Regions from separate parts of the Mus musculus genome. Here regions 1 and 2 are each linked to region 3. A link is a contact called in public HiChIP or PLAC-seq and promoter capture Hi-C data. All regions are on one chromosome and are shown on one strand. Each heading gives the region's core, a stretch centred on a gene start, on an enhancer-like site or on the middle of the called end of the contact. The rest is flanking DNA. Distances are from core to core; before and after follow the strand shown. Region 1 holds the start of Anxa4 (annexin A4). Region 2 overlaps Add2 (adducin 2 (beta)). Region 3 holds the start of Fam136a (family with sequence similarity 136, member A).

The links. Promoter capture Hi-C pulls out the DNA fragments that hold promoters and counts their contacts. HiChIP or PLAC-seq counts read pairs in DNA pulled down with a chosen protein or histone mark.
Region 1: a contact with region 3 is called in a promoter capture Hi-C map of neutrophils, with 3 times the contacts expected there. The contact joins the promoter of Anxa4 here to the promoter of Fam136a in region 3. A contact is called at or near these places in 2 of 39 promoter capture datasets (liver and neutrophils), 1 of 15 datasets of contacts at CTCF or cohesin (embryonic stem cells), 2 of 484 Hi-C or Micro-C datasets (B cells and erythroblasts) and 2 of 115 datasets of contacts at active chromatin or transcription factors (pancreatic cancer cells and pro-B cells).
Region 2: an H3K4me3 HiChIP or PLAC-seq map of forebrain shows a contact between it and region 3, with 4 times the contacts expected there. The contact joins the enhancer-like site here to the promoter of Fam136a in region 3. A contact is called at or near these places in 8 of 39 promoter capture datasets (the C10 cell line, the HPC-7 cell line, cranial neural crest and 5 more), 1 of 15 datasets of contacts at CTCF or cohesin (the NIH/3T3 cell line), 1 of 484 Hi-C or Micro-C datasets (embryonic stem cells), 23 of 115 datasets of contacts at active chromatin or transcription factors (CD8 T cells, the NIH/3T3 cell line, the SCID.adh cell line and 17 more) and 4 of 9 other capture datasets (adipose tissue, liver, macrophages and 1 more).

What each region holds. Positions count from the first base shown.
Region 1 is chr6:86,790,960-86,795,079 of GRCm38.p6, forward strand. It overlaps Anxa4 (annexin A4), which reads right to left and starts at 2,625. Exons shown (of 13, transcript NM_013471.2): 1 at 2,550-2,625.
Region 2 is chr6:86,084,322-86,088,724 of GRCm38.p6, forward strand. It overlaps Add2 (adducin 2 (beta)), which reads left to right. Exons shown (of 16, transcript NM_001271857.1): 3 at 1,507-1,723; 4 at 2,583-2,721. The coding sequence starts at 1,541. Among named protein-coding and RNA genes, the nearest start is that of Add2, 58 kb to the left of the region's middle. Within about 2 kb of position 2,785, at least 57 of the 459 cell types and tissues checked have an H3K27ac peak or open chromatin away from gene starts, as enhancers often do. A contact at or near this core is called in forebrain, neural progenitor cells and pancreatic islet, where this site is marked.
Region 3 is chr6:86,363,613-86,367,608 of GRCm38.p6, forward strand. It overlaps Fam136a (family with sequence similarity 136, member A), which reads left to right and starts at 2,034. Exons shown (of 3, transcript NM_025591.3): 1 at 2,034-2,207; 2 at 2,998-3,138. The coding sequence starts at 2,121.

The DNA of each region.
Region 1 (4,120 bases), core at 1,375-3,874, 430 kb after region 3:
AGGCTGAGGAGAATTAGAATAATGTGATTAAGCTGATCACTACTCAAAGACACTCTGAGGAGACCATCTCAGTGCCTGTTAAACTCCCTCCATACTGCAAGAGAACAAACCACCAAGGTTTGGAGAAAATGGCAGCCCCAAACCCAAGCAACACCTCTTTGAAAAAAAAAGCTTAAAAGGTATGTAATTTTGGTGGCTAGAGACGTAGCTCAGTTGGGAGAGTTACCTAGCCTGCACAAGGCCCTGGGTTGGATCCTCTGCACTCCATAAGCTTAGGCATGGTTCCTTACATCTATAATCTATAATAATCTATAATCTATAATCCCAGCATTCAGGAGCAGAGACAATAGGATCAGAAGTTCGAGTACATCCTTGGCTATACAGGAAGTTTGAGGCCAGCCTGGGCTACCTTAGACCCTATCTCAAATTCGAAGATAAAATAAAGAATACACTTTTAAGGGCTCTCCTCCCAATTTTCCCTACAATTTAAATGTAAAACATGGTTTTAGTTGAGTAATTGGGTGAAACTGACACTTAAAGAAAAATCTGCTTACTCACTCTGTAGCTTCCCCCATTCCCTGACACATGACCCATCTCCAGTGCAGACCCCTCACCTTGCTCTCTCTTGGAGAGGATCAGGGTAGCCTACAACTATGCAAGCAAGATCAGGAAAAGAAAGGATTGGCTGGTCACAGACAAAGCAATGTGCCCTGGGATGTAGGGCTGTAGGACCAAGAGGCTTGCCCTGTGGGCACTGATGGCTGAGGGAGGACCAAGAGGCTCACCCTGTGGGTACTGATGGCTGGCAGGCACAGCTTGACCTGTTAATCTCCAGACTGCTTTCAGAGAAAAAGAAGATCCCTGACCAAAGCAGGGACTCCAGCTAGGAGGAAATCATCACCCTTTCCCTAATAGCTCTGTGTCTCTAGGACCACTGGGTGAGTGTACATGTGTGTGTGTGTGTGTGTGTGTGTGTGTGCCCTGAAATCAACAGAAAGCTGAGTTGACTGGCTTTGGCAAAATGGCCATCACTGAAGTTAGTGGCTCTCAAGTGGCTGTGGTAATCTCAATCTAGTTTTCAACCTCTCCTGCACACTCTTTACAAAAGCATTAAATTAATTAATTGTGTGTGTGTGTGTGTGTGTGTGTGTGTGTTCTCCAAGCCCACAATGGGGTGTCAGACACCCTGGATCTGGAGCTTCAGGCAGTTGGGAGCCATCTGGAGTGGGTACTGGGAGCATCGAGTGTTCTTGAACCAAGACCTCCAGCCCCTACCTACTACTCTTGTGTTGGTTTTGGTTTTTTGTTGGCTGGGTCTTTCTTTTTTTGAAGGCCAGATCTCGAATAGTCCAGACTACCCTCCAATATTACCCTGAACTACCGATTGTCCTGAAGTATGAGATTCTATTCCTTTTAAATCTAAAACGGGAAGCTTCCAAAAGGGTGTTGCTTGGGTTGGGACTGTCATTTTCTCCAAACTGTCCTCAAAGGCAAACGTACACCTGATTTATTTGGAGCCAAGGATAAAACCCAAGGCTTCTGGTGTGCTGGGGGCACGCTATCAACTGAATATATGCCTGGTCCTCTCTTCTTGTTCTTCTCTCCTCCGTTCTCTAGGGACTCACGGCCATAAATGGAGTTGCTTCCCACCTAAGGAAACAGTGAGTCTGGGAATGATGGGCAGAGGGATAGGTAACAACCGGCCATCCTATCCATCCTTCCACCATCCACTAAAGTGCCCAGTTTTAATGAAAGGCGCAGTTGCTTAAGGCCCAGAGTGCTCCTCCAGTAAATGGAGGCTTTCATACCCTTGAGGTGCACATTGAGCCAGCAAAGTGTTAAACCGCCAATTGTCTTAGGCGCCAAAGTCTCCAACTGGTCAAAGCACCGAGGACTAAGTTAAAATGTAGACACAGGCAGACACAGAATAAAAACTAAGAATAAGATGATTCCTGGGCGCCAGGCACTGTGTGGAGACCGTTCGCTACAAGAGAGGCGAGGAGCGCCCTAAGAAGACGAGAAAGCAAACTTACTTGCAAAAAGAAAAGGCAACACAAGTAGTGCTGGAGTGAGCTTCAGAGAATGTTAACTCAGTGGCTTATCCTCAGTGCGGAGTCCCGGGGGGGCTTTGACTCAGCAAAGGACTGCAGGAGTGCTGTGCACCGTGCGGCACTGCCTGCTCCTCCCCACGTTTCCCAGGTGGCTGCTCCGGTCCGGGACCTCACGCTTCCAGGGCGCGGAGCCAAGTGGCCCAAAGAACCCGCCTCTGGTCACAGCACCCGGTCCCTGAGCCCAAGATCCCCAGCCACAGTCTAGGACAACCGGCAGGAGCCCAAGATTCCCAGGTCCAAGCCTAGGACAGCGGGCGAGCCCAGGATCCCGAGGTTAAGTTCAGGTTTCCAGGCCCCAGCTGCGACCCAGCCTAGGATTCCCCAAATGAAGTCTAGATCTCCAGGTCCGAGCCTAGGACACCTGCCCGGAGCCTAGGACCCACACCCAGACCCCAGAGCCCGCGGCGGAGGTCCGGACCACTGCCCTAAGCCCCTTACCTCTGGTGCGGAGAAAGGCTCTAGACTACGGCGAATGCCACACCCTCGTCCCGGCCGATAGGACCCGCCCAGTCTCGGGGTGGAGACTGAGCCCAAGTTCCTGGTTGTCCCTTTGCCCACAGGAAAGTCCCTCCCCGGAGAAGCGCAGCTAGAGCACGAGAATCGCCCCCAGCACCAGGAGGGGCCTGAGGCAGATCACGCACTCGGCCTTTAACCCCACTGAGGACAGCGAGCCCACTCAGGACCCTGACCCTGCACAACCAGACTCCCAGGGTCTCAGCCTCGCGTCCTGCTGGGGTCGCACAACGTACTTGGGGCCTCGGCGCTCCAGTCTAGAGTGTAACTTGAAAAATCAGAACGTGACATCTGAGGACACAGTCCATGTCCTCCTTTCACATTATAACATACGTTCCAGAAAATTCTCAGCAGTTGCACGCCTCCCTTAAAGAAGACAGATGCAATCCTCAAAGTCAGGGGAAGGGTTCTCGGAGACAGGTACAGGTCACCGTTGGGACCGGGGTTAGAAGCAACTCTGGGTTTCCCACTAAACTTCCAACTGAAGCATTTCTTGGTTGCTAGCCAGCCTGGTTCTGGCTCCTTGCTGGACACGGAGGCACATGCCTCTTGCTACAAGGATAATGAATGCTTGAAGAACAGAGGCAGGTGCAGGCAACAGAGGCTCCACAGGCAACCTCCAATTTCATTTAACAAAGAATGGGTCGCTTTGGGCAGTGTTTGCTCTCTAGCCAACCAAAACCTAGGTGGTCATTATTTTAAATTGTATCAGCAACTGTAGCTAGAGGAGGTGGCTTATTGTGTGGTCAGGAGGAGGAAGGCTGAGGGGGTCAGGAGGAGGAAGGCTGATCTAGACTTGGGCCTGTTTTTTCATGTTCCAAAGTCTATATGTTTCTAAGCTTCCACAAGGGAAGACAAAATTAATCATGGTAATAGGAAGGACAAAATGAAGATTCAAGACTATTGTATCCTTTTAAAAGTAATTACATGCAGGGGAGGTGGGGTGGGGGGTGGATAAAGGTTAGTGTCTAGGAACTGTAGTTAGCCCACAGCTAAGCTGATCTTTATAGCAAGTGCAACCAGGCCACAGGCCTCTGATGTCACTTCTCCCAAAGTCTGCCCTAGCCCAGGTAGGGAAGCCACAGACAGAGGCTTTTACTATTACATATAAATACGTGTGCATTTTACTTATTTTATGTGTACAGATTTTTGTCTGTCTGTATGTCTACACACCAGCATAGGATCCCTTGGCTGCTGGGAATTGAAGACCTGTCTTCGGGGAAGACTCAGTGCTAGTCCCCACCTGAGTCTTTTATGGGAAACAAAGGCCAGGACTCCATCTGACCCAGGCTCATCTGGGATCTGAGGTCTGGGATCAGGGAAGGGCTGACCTCCAGTAGGAGTCTTGACTCTTTCTGAGCTCTGACAGGTGACATGCGACTTCTTCCAACAGATGGCAGGCTCTCCTGGGAATGCCCAGGAGTGCACTAACAGGGCATCTGCATCTTGTCTTACTTCTGGGGACCTGATCTAACCCAGAGCGACAAAACAATGAA
Region 2 (4,403 bases), core at 1,535-4,034, 280 kb before region 3:
AGTGCAGTTAGGTGAATTGGCCAAAGACCACGTAGCTAAGTGGTGTTGCTGAGATTTGAACCCAGGTGGTTTTATTTCAGTATTGCTCCCTTATCCACTAAGCCATCTTTAGATAACTAGTCGCCACCAGCACTGTGGATGGAGTTGCAGAAAGGATGCCTTGCTTTACAGAATCCCTGTCCCATGGGGACAGAGTTAGCCATCCTTTTGGAAGCACATGTAGAACCATGGCCAGAGTCATGGCTGGGCAGCTATGGCCCAGTGCCTTTCTGTAAACAGAATGGACTGAAGTCAGGAGGGCTCAGGACCACACCATCCCAGGCACAGGGATGCAGAAAGCTTGGTGCTTCTGGAACTGGTGGCTTAGAGTCCTACAAGGATGTGTGTCAGGATGTAGGTAGTTCATGTATCCATGATCATACCAGGGTACGCACAAGGCAGGGCTGCTTGGTTCTATTTCAAAAACATCCAAGGTTCAGGGCTTTGAAAGTGCTGTGGAGATTGTCTTGGTACCAGGGAGAGCAGTGGTATCTGAGTGGGGAGGATCCATGGGAGGACTTCTGCTGCCCCATCCATGTCTTCACAGCTTGGATGGGCTGTGTCCTCTGCACCTGTCTTCTCGTTCCTTCTTACCCCAAAGGTCTAGGATGAGCTGGCTTCGAGCAGCATGGATGCACAGTGTCCTTGGAAGGAGCCCAGTGGTCATTCTGCTCACCCCTCAATGAGAGATAGATAAGATGAGGCAGAGAGGGGAAGAGACCCACTGAACACCTGCAGGTGTCAAGGGACAGAGCTGTTCAAAGTATAGAACTGATTTCCAGTCCAGACCTGCTCACCTGAAATGGGCCCCAGCCGAAGGCCTCTCTCTCTCCATTTAGAATATACATGAGGCCTGGACAGCACAGGCCCAACACGAGGTCATGAACTTACTTAAAACACTGAGTTTTTTGGTTTAGGGTGTTGGGTAGAGTTGTCTAGCATGCTCCACACCAAATGAGATGCTTCCCCTGTTCCTGGAAGTAGTGTTCTTTTGTGAATTTCTGGACCATAGCTTTTGAGGAGGCCTACAAAAAGAAAAGGGTATTTATAGAATTTGGGATGCTGGGCACAGACACCAGACACGACCTGGATGAGCAAGTGCTTTTCACTATTAACTACACCCTGGCCCATCATAGCCCTCTTCATCATTTTACTAAAGTACCCATGTGTATCTGAATGGCTCCTGCCTGACTCTGTAAGAACTCAACACAGAAAGACTCAAAAAGGTTTGCAGTCCATATTTACACTCCACCTAGGAAGTCTCCTCTGACATCCCAGTGGATCAATTAAACTGGACACTTGTTTGCACAGAACCTGATGGTGCATTAGCGCCCCCTATGGGTCATCATCCCAGGAGGTGACCTGCCTTCTCACTTGCAAATAGCCACAGGACATGGTGAGTCACACCACCCTTTGCTTCAGCAAGCAGTTGGCCCACTGGTAGCTCACCCTGTCCTTCTTCTACAGGGTTCCAGGAGTGGATTGAAGCCTTAGCAGGACCATGAGCGAGGACACGGTTCCCGAGGCGGCCTCCCCGCCACCCTCTCAGGGGCAGCACTACTTTGACCGGTTCTCTGAAGATGATCCTGAGTACTTGCGACTTCGCAACCGTGCAGCTGACCTGCGACAGGACTTCAACTTGATGGAGCAGAAGAAGAGGGTCACCATGATCCTGCAGAGCCCTGTGAGTGGGCAGGGCAGGGAGGGCTGGTTTCCCAGAGACTCAAAAGACCGGTGGCTCTGTCTCCCTGTCCCTCACGCAGGGTCTTGACAGTTTAGGCTTGCTGAACAGGATGGGCCTGGCCACGTGGGTATTTGATCTCTTCTCTGTCTTAGTTAGGGTTGTACTGCTGTGAACAGACACCATGACCAAGGCAACTTTTACAAGGACAACATTTAATTAGGGCTAGCTTACAGGTTCAGTACGTCACAGTAGCAGGCACCGCAGAGCCCCTCCACTCCTTCTCCGTCTCCTCCTAGCCAATCAGTAAGAATCCAGATGTGTGAGAAGAGCCCTGGGTGTGCTAACATGTGTGTGTGTGGGGGGGGGGAGGGCATACTTTCTCATTCGATTAATTCCCTCTAAAGAGAAGTCCTGCCATGACTGGTACAGCCTTGGCTGTGGCTCAGATAGGAGGGAGCTGGAATCTGGACTAACCGCACAAAAAAATGGGGTCCAGGTTCTTTACCTGAGTCTTCTTGAATACCTACCCTGCAATCTGAAGAGGCATCTGGGGTCCTAGTGAGCCTGCATTTGGGGATTCCTCAGGGTCCTTGGCCTTTATTGAAGAGCTGGAAGAGCAATCCCCTGGCTACTTGCAGGAGCAGTCCTCCTGTGAAGGGGCTGCAGGAGGGGAGGGAGTGGGTGGAGATCACCCCCTGTGCAGAGCTCAGCTCCTAGGGACCTGCAGGGTCCTTAGTTCTCCTGCAAGGAGCTGGGCACCAATCCCTGGGGACCTGTAGGGCCTCGCTGTCTTGTGAAATCCTGCTGGGCCCTTGGCCCTCCGTGAGGAACAGGGCACCAACCCCTTGGCCTGCTGCAGTCTTTCAGGGAGGAGCTGGAAGGCCTCATCCAGGAGCAAATGAAGAAGGGCAACAACTCCTCCAACATCTGGGCCCTCCGACAGATCGCGGACTTCATGGCCAGCACCTCCCACGCAGTCTTCCCAGCTTCTTCCATGAGTATGTGGGTGCCTGGGTGTCTGCCAGGAGCAGAGGAAGAGGGCTGTGGTTGGGAAGGGAGGAGAAAGTGCCGGATGCAGCTTGGTTGCTAGGCAATAGCCAAGCTGCAGTTGCATTAGCAGGCCTGGGCAAAGAGATGCCTGGCTCTGCTTCTGATGTTGCTGTGAATTAAAGACCCATAGGAGAATTGCTCATGATGCCAGGGGTGGGAAGGGTAGAGGTGACTTCAGGGCATGAGAAGAGGTGAGTGGAGCCAGGAGACCAGCCAGGATGATCATCGTTGAGCAGTAAGAGGAGCTGTGACTATGTGTGTGTGGGCTCCCTTCCTGAACTGCAGCTCTTCCACAGCCTGGAAGTTGCATATGACTCAGATGTATAGGGTGATGACCACAACTAAGGACGCATTTGAGAAAGAGAAGCCAAAACCCACTTCGTTGTGTTTTGAGAACTCCAGAAATCACTCTTAGCAATATTTTGATGTATCTTTTTTGGTTTAATATAGATAGATTATTGAAAGCAAGAAAAAGATATATTTTAATGGTATATCAACTAAATTTTTGCATTGTAAATAGGGTTCTGCAGTAATTTTTGTGGCTGCATGCTGATGAATCAATCATTCCTTACTGGAGTTTTAGATTGTGTTCATCTCTTTCCTATGATGGAGCACAGTGTGGTAGGCATCCTGGTAAATAAATGTGATGCTACACGCACAACTGTCTTCTGAAGATAAATTATAATAAGAAAATGGCAAAATGATTGGACTGTCTTCTGAAGATAAATTATAATAAGAAAATGGTGAAATGCTTGGACTGTCTTCTGAAGATAAATTGTAAGAATGGCTGAAAGAATGCAAATAGGAGCTAGGAAGCATTGCACAAAGCAGATTCTGTCCCTTCACCATCCCGGAGAAAGAGATTTGCCAACCTTGCTCTCAACAGAGTGTGGTGGGCGTGGCCCTGCTTCCACCTCGGCTCAGACTGTTAGTTGCTGTTCCTCCCTTCCCCCTGAGACAGGCTGTACCTAAGCCTTCATCTGTGCTTTTTTATAGCAAAATGTCTGTTCCCATGCTTTGCCAGTTTTCCTATTAGTGGGCTGTGGATAGGTTTTTAAATCTTTATAAATTTATGCTATTTCCCTACAACCTGTCAAAAATATTACAATCATTTCTCATTTTCTCTTTTGACTTTTAATTTTGCTCATAGCATTTGTTATATTGTAGAATACATTGTTACAGAACAGAGCCTCTGTTATTTTCCTTTGTGTCTTCCACTGCTGGCCACCTGCCTAGATAATAGGTCAAAGGGCCATAGCTAATCACCAATTTATCTTAATCTCTTGGGCAAATTTATTCTATAAAGTAATTTTGGAGTTACTTTGTCAAGCTCTATTTATTCTCCTCTGCCTTAAAATAATCCTTCTAGGATTTTGGTTGGAGTTGTGTTGGGATTGACTTGGTAGAGGAGTTGGAATTCTTTATTTTTATTTTAGAATATAGTTTCTGTGGGGGAAATGTGTATGGTTGGTTCTAGAATATTCTACTTAGTGTGTGGGAGATAATTTTAAAATATTTTCAAAAGCTGATTTAGAATATTGAGAAACAAGGTATGTTTATGCTAGTCCTGTAATATCCACCTGGAAAGCTTACAAGTTATTTTCATATGATCTGATGATGTCTTAAGCCC
Region 3 (3,996 bases), core at 784-3,283:
AACATATTTTAGAAGAGAATCAGAGGAGAGAAGAGGACAGCTGTCATGAGAGGAATGGGTGGGGTCAAGGAGTCTCTTCAGAGACATCCCAGGAATGAAGGACATATGAGACTTTTATGTCAATTTTAAGGAACATTTCACACCTGTGATTTGGTTCAACACAGCGTCCATGGCAAAGAGCTCGGAGGAGCCAGGTATAGGTTAGGACCTGTAATCAGGGAATACTCTAAGAGCACGGCACAGATAGCTAGCTTCTTAACTCTTGGTCCTACAGAGAGCTGCAGAGAGGCATGGCCTGTTGTCTTCAAGCCGTTAGATCCAGTCTTTAAAGAGTGACCACTGTCTTACAGGGGCAGGTTCCTCACATGTCAGGAGTCACTTTCCATAAACATCAAAGAACCACTCGTCTTGCCATACTGAAACTAACAAAGTTGTCTTACCAAAGGCTTCCCACCAGATCTCAGTGTGACTAACAGCATTACTGTAGAAGCAGCTGCTGAAACTACCATGATACACATTAGAAATAAAGGAGAAAGTGAGAAGTGTTAAACTGTGCCTTTATTAGAAAGAATTTTCTATGGAATCTGGAATCATGAAGTGAGTCTCAAGAGTCTTGCCACAGTCTGGTGTCTTCGCGGCTGAGGCAGCCATCTTGCCCTGCTAGGATTTAAATATTCCAGAGTCTTCCCCTCCCTTTGCTTTGACTTTGTGCACAGTGAGAGAAAAATGGACACTGAAGGGTCCGCTTCAGACCCCATTCAAAGTACTTGCAAAGCACCTGGTCTGTTGGGTGACCACTGCCATCGCCCTGGCTCCAGCTGCTCCTGGAAGATCCCTGTAAGTCCGGCTTCAAGTAGTGGACACATTTTATCCCCAACCCTGGTATCTGAGAGAGGGAAAGCCCAGCCATGGAGGAACACAGCTTTTCTCAAAGGACAATGGGTTGTGTGGCTTTTCCTACCCTCAAAACAGAGCTAGCCTGCCATCTAGTGGCGAATCACAGCAAGTGCCTAAAATCTCAAGCACTCTTCACACGCTAGTCTTTTTTTTTTCGTTCCAGGCTATTCCACAAAGCTTCAACCTTTTTTTTCTGTTTTGCCCTCTGAAGCTTCCCGTACCTGCCTGTCATTCTTTTCCTTCTCCAGAGTGCCAGGCAAGGGCCTTCTAGTTCAATACAAAAATTCAATGCTAGCTCGCCGAGAGAGATTTCCCGAAACACTCGAACTTTCCCTTATCTCTATGGGACCACTTATAGCCCAAGCTCTTCTAACGCAGCCTTTAGTAGCCCTCTTCCTAACCTAATGATGCTCCCCTCTGCATCGGCCCATGGGAAGAAGGGACCACTTGTGTTTCAGAGATGACTGCATAAGACAGTAGAAATGGGAACACGAGAGCACATGGCTGACAGAACCAATCCATTCAGAAACAGCTCGCCCTTACTCAACGGTCTCGCTATCTACAGCCCCTCCATACCCCCACACTACTCTTGAGACAATCTAGAATACCGTACCCTTTACTCGCAGTAACTAGTAACTCGGCATAAATGTTCACCAGCTGGGGAATTGACAAAGCAAATTGTGGTATGTACATTTAATGAAATTCTGTTCGGCAACAAAAAGAAACCAAGACAAAGATAGCAATAATAAAATCTGATCGAGCTGTACAAGAGCTGCTAATTACATTCGCTTTTTTAAAATTGGGATTGACAGAGGGAGAGAGAGAAAGAGAGGAAGAAAAGAAGTCAGACGACGAAGAGATCTTTGGCCACCAAAAGCCTGGCTCCACGGAAGAACCAGCGGCGCGCCCGCTGTCTCCTGCCTGAAGTTGCTTAACCTAGACGCCAGGGGGCGATGAGGATGCGGGAACGGGAACGCTTACTGAGGACAAGGGCGCAATGGCCAGGGGCCAGGGCGAGGTACTCGGAAGACTGTGCGGTGACTCGGTGGGGGGTCGGGCTCAGCGCAAAGGGGCGGGACTCACTAGCTAGGGGCGGGGCGCAGCCGAGGGCGGGGCGAAGCCGGAGGGTGGGACTCAGTGGCTTGAGAAGCCCGCACGGGCGCAGGGGGCGGGGCGCAGCGGGTGCACACGCGGGCGCCGGCGCGGCTGAGCTCAGGGTCGCCATGGCGGAGGTGCAGCAACTCCGAGTGCAGGAGGCTGTGGACGCCATGGTGAAAAGTGTGGAGAGAGAGAACATCCGGAAGATGCAGGTAGCGGCGCGGTCCGGCGCCCAAACGGGATTGGAAACTCGGGCGGGGGTGGCGCGGTGACGTTCGAGCTCCGGGCCTCGCGTGGGGCGGTTTCCTCCCACCTGGCCTCGGTGACGAGCGTTCGGCCGCCCCTGAGGTGATCTGGCGCGAGGCTCGGAGGGACCGGCCCAGGAGAACCACCAGACCGAAATCCCTTCGGGCCGTCCTGCGCTGATTTAGATGCCACGAACCCTGAACGCCCGTGAGCGTGGGCCCCGTCTCCCTCACCCTACTGGCCTCGCTTAACTTCACCCCTTAATCACCCTCTACTGTTTCGATCGCCTTGTGGGGCGTTGACTAGCCAGGCCGACCTCTGAACTCTGCTACAGAAATACAAAAACTGATTTTCAGAACGTGGTTTCTTCCGGTTCAGTCTTGGGTACATTATCTTATCAGTGAGCTCATAGCAGCACACAGGGTCTCTTTTAACCCAGGTTGACTTCCAACCCCCGATCTTCCTGCCTTCACCTTTGGAGTGCGAGGATTACAGGCATGGGCCACCACCCTGGCTTTGTGCTGTGCGGAATGGAACGCAAGGCTTTCTTAGAACTAGCAAGCGCGCTCCCAAGAACATATATCCCCATCCTACAAATGTTAGGCCTGGTAACCGTCCCAGTCTTACGAAGTCCTGATGATACGGCGGGAAAAATAAAACAAAACAGGTAGAGAAGCATGGCCTCCAAGGCCTTGTCCTTCGAGAGCTGTCCTCAGAGTCTTTCCAGTCTCACCAGGCTCTGTCTTCGCTCCCCAGGGCCTCATGTTCCGGTGCAGCGCCAACTGCTGTGAAGACACCCAAGCATCTATGCAGCAGGTGCACCAATGCATCGAGCGCTGCCATGCGCCTCTGGCTCAAGCCCAGGCTCTGGTCACCAGCGAGCTGGAAAGGTTCCAGGTCAGGAATGCCTCACAGCTCCCAAGTCCTTGAACAGCAGCTCCTTGGCAGGGGATGAGAAACACTCGTTCTGCCTTAGGTCCTGTCAACACTGGTGGGAGCCCTGGTGTCCGTGAGGGTTGATATTCTGGAAGAAGCCCTGGGTGTGCTGTTAAGTTGTGCTATATTTGCCACAGAAACAGTAATATAAAAGAAAGTTACCAAGGGGGTTTCTAACCAAGCACCTTTATGCCTTTTTGATGTACCAAATACAATCTATGTTGTGTTGTATAAAATTCCTTAAAATGTATATTAATTTGGGGCTGTAGAGATGACTCAGCATTTAAGAGTACTAGCTGCTTTTCCAGAGATTCAGTTCCTAGTACCCACCTAAATGGTGGCTCACAGTTATCTGTAATTCCAGTCATAAGTGATCTGAAGCCCTCTTTGGCCCTCTGCGGGCACTGCACAAATGTGGTGCACAGACATTATATTTAGGCAAACACATAAAAAATAAAATCTCAAAAACAAAAGCTATGGAGCTGAAGAAATGGCTCAGCAGTTAAGAGCACGGGTTGTTCTTCAGAGTCAGGTTCAATTCCCAGCACCCACACGGCAGCTCACAGCTGTCTGTAATCTCAGTTCCATAGGACCGGACACCCTCACACAAACATACGTTCAGGGAAAACACCAATGCATATTAAAAAAAAAAAGTAAAGGTATAAACTTACTTTAGTTATTAATTTTTCTCTGATTGTTTCATACAGGTAATGTATTTTAATAATTTTCTATCTCCCCATGCTTTCTTAGATACCTTCCAACAGGTCTTCCTGAGTTATTTTGTTTTGTTTTGTTTGTTTTTCCCCTTTTGGGGGGTGT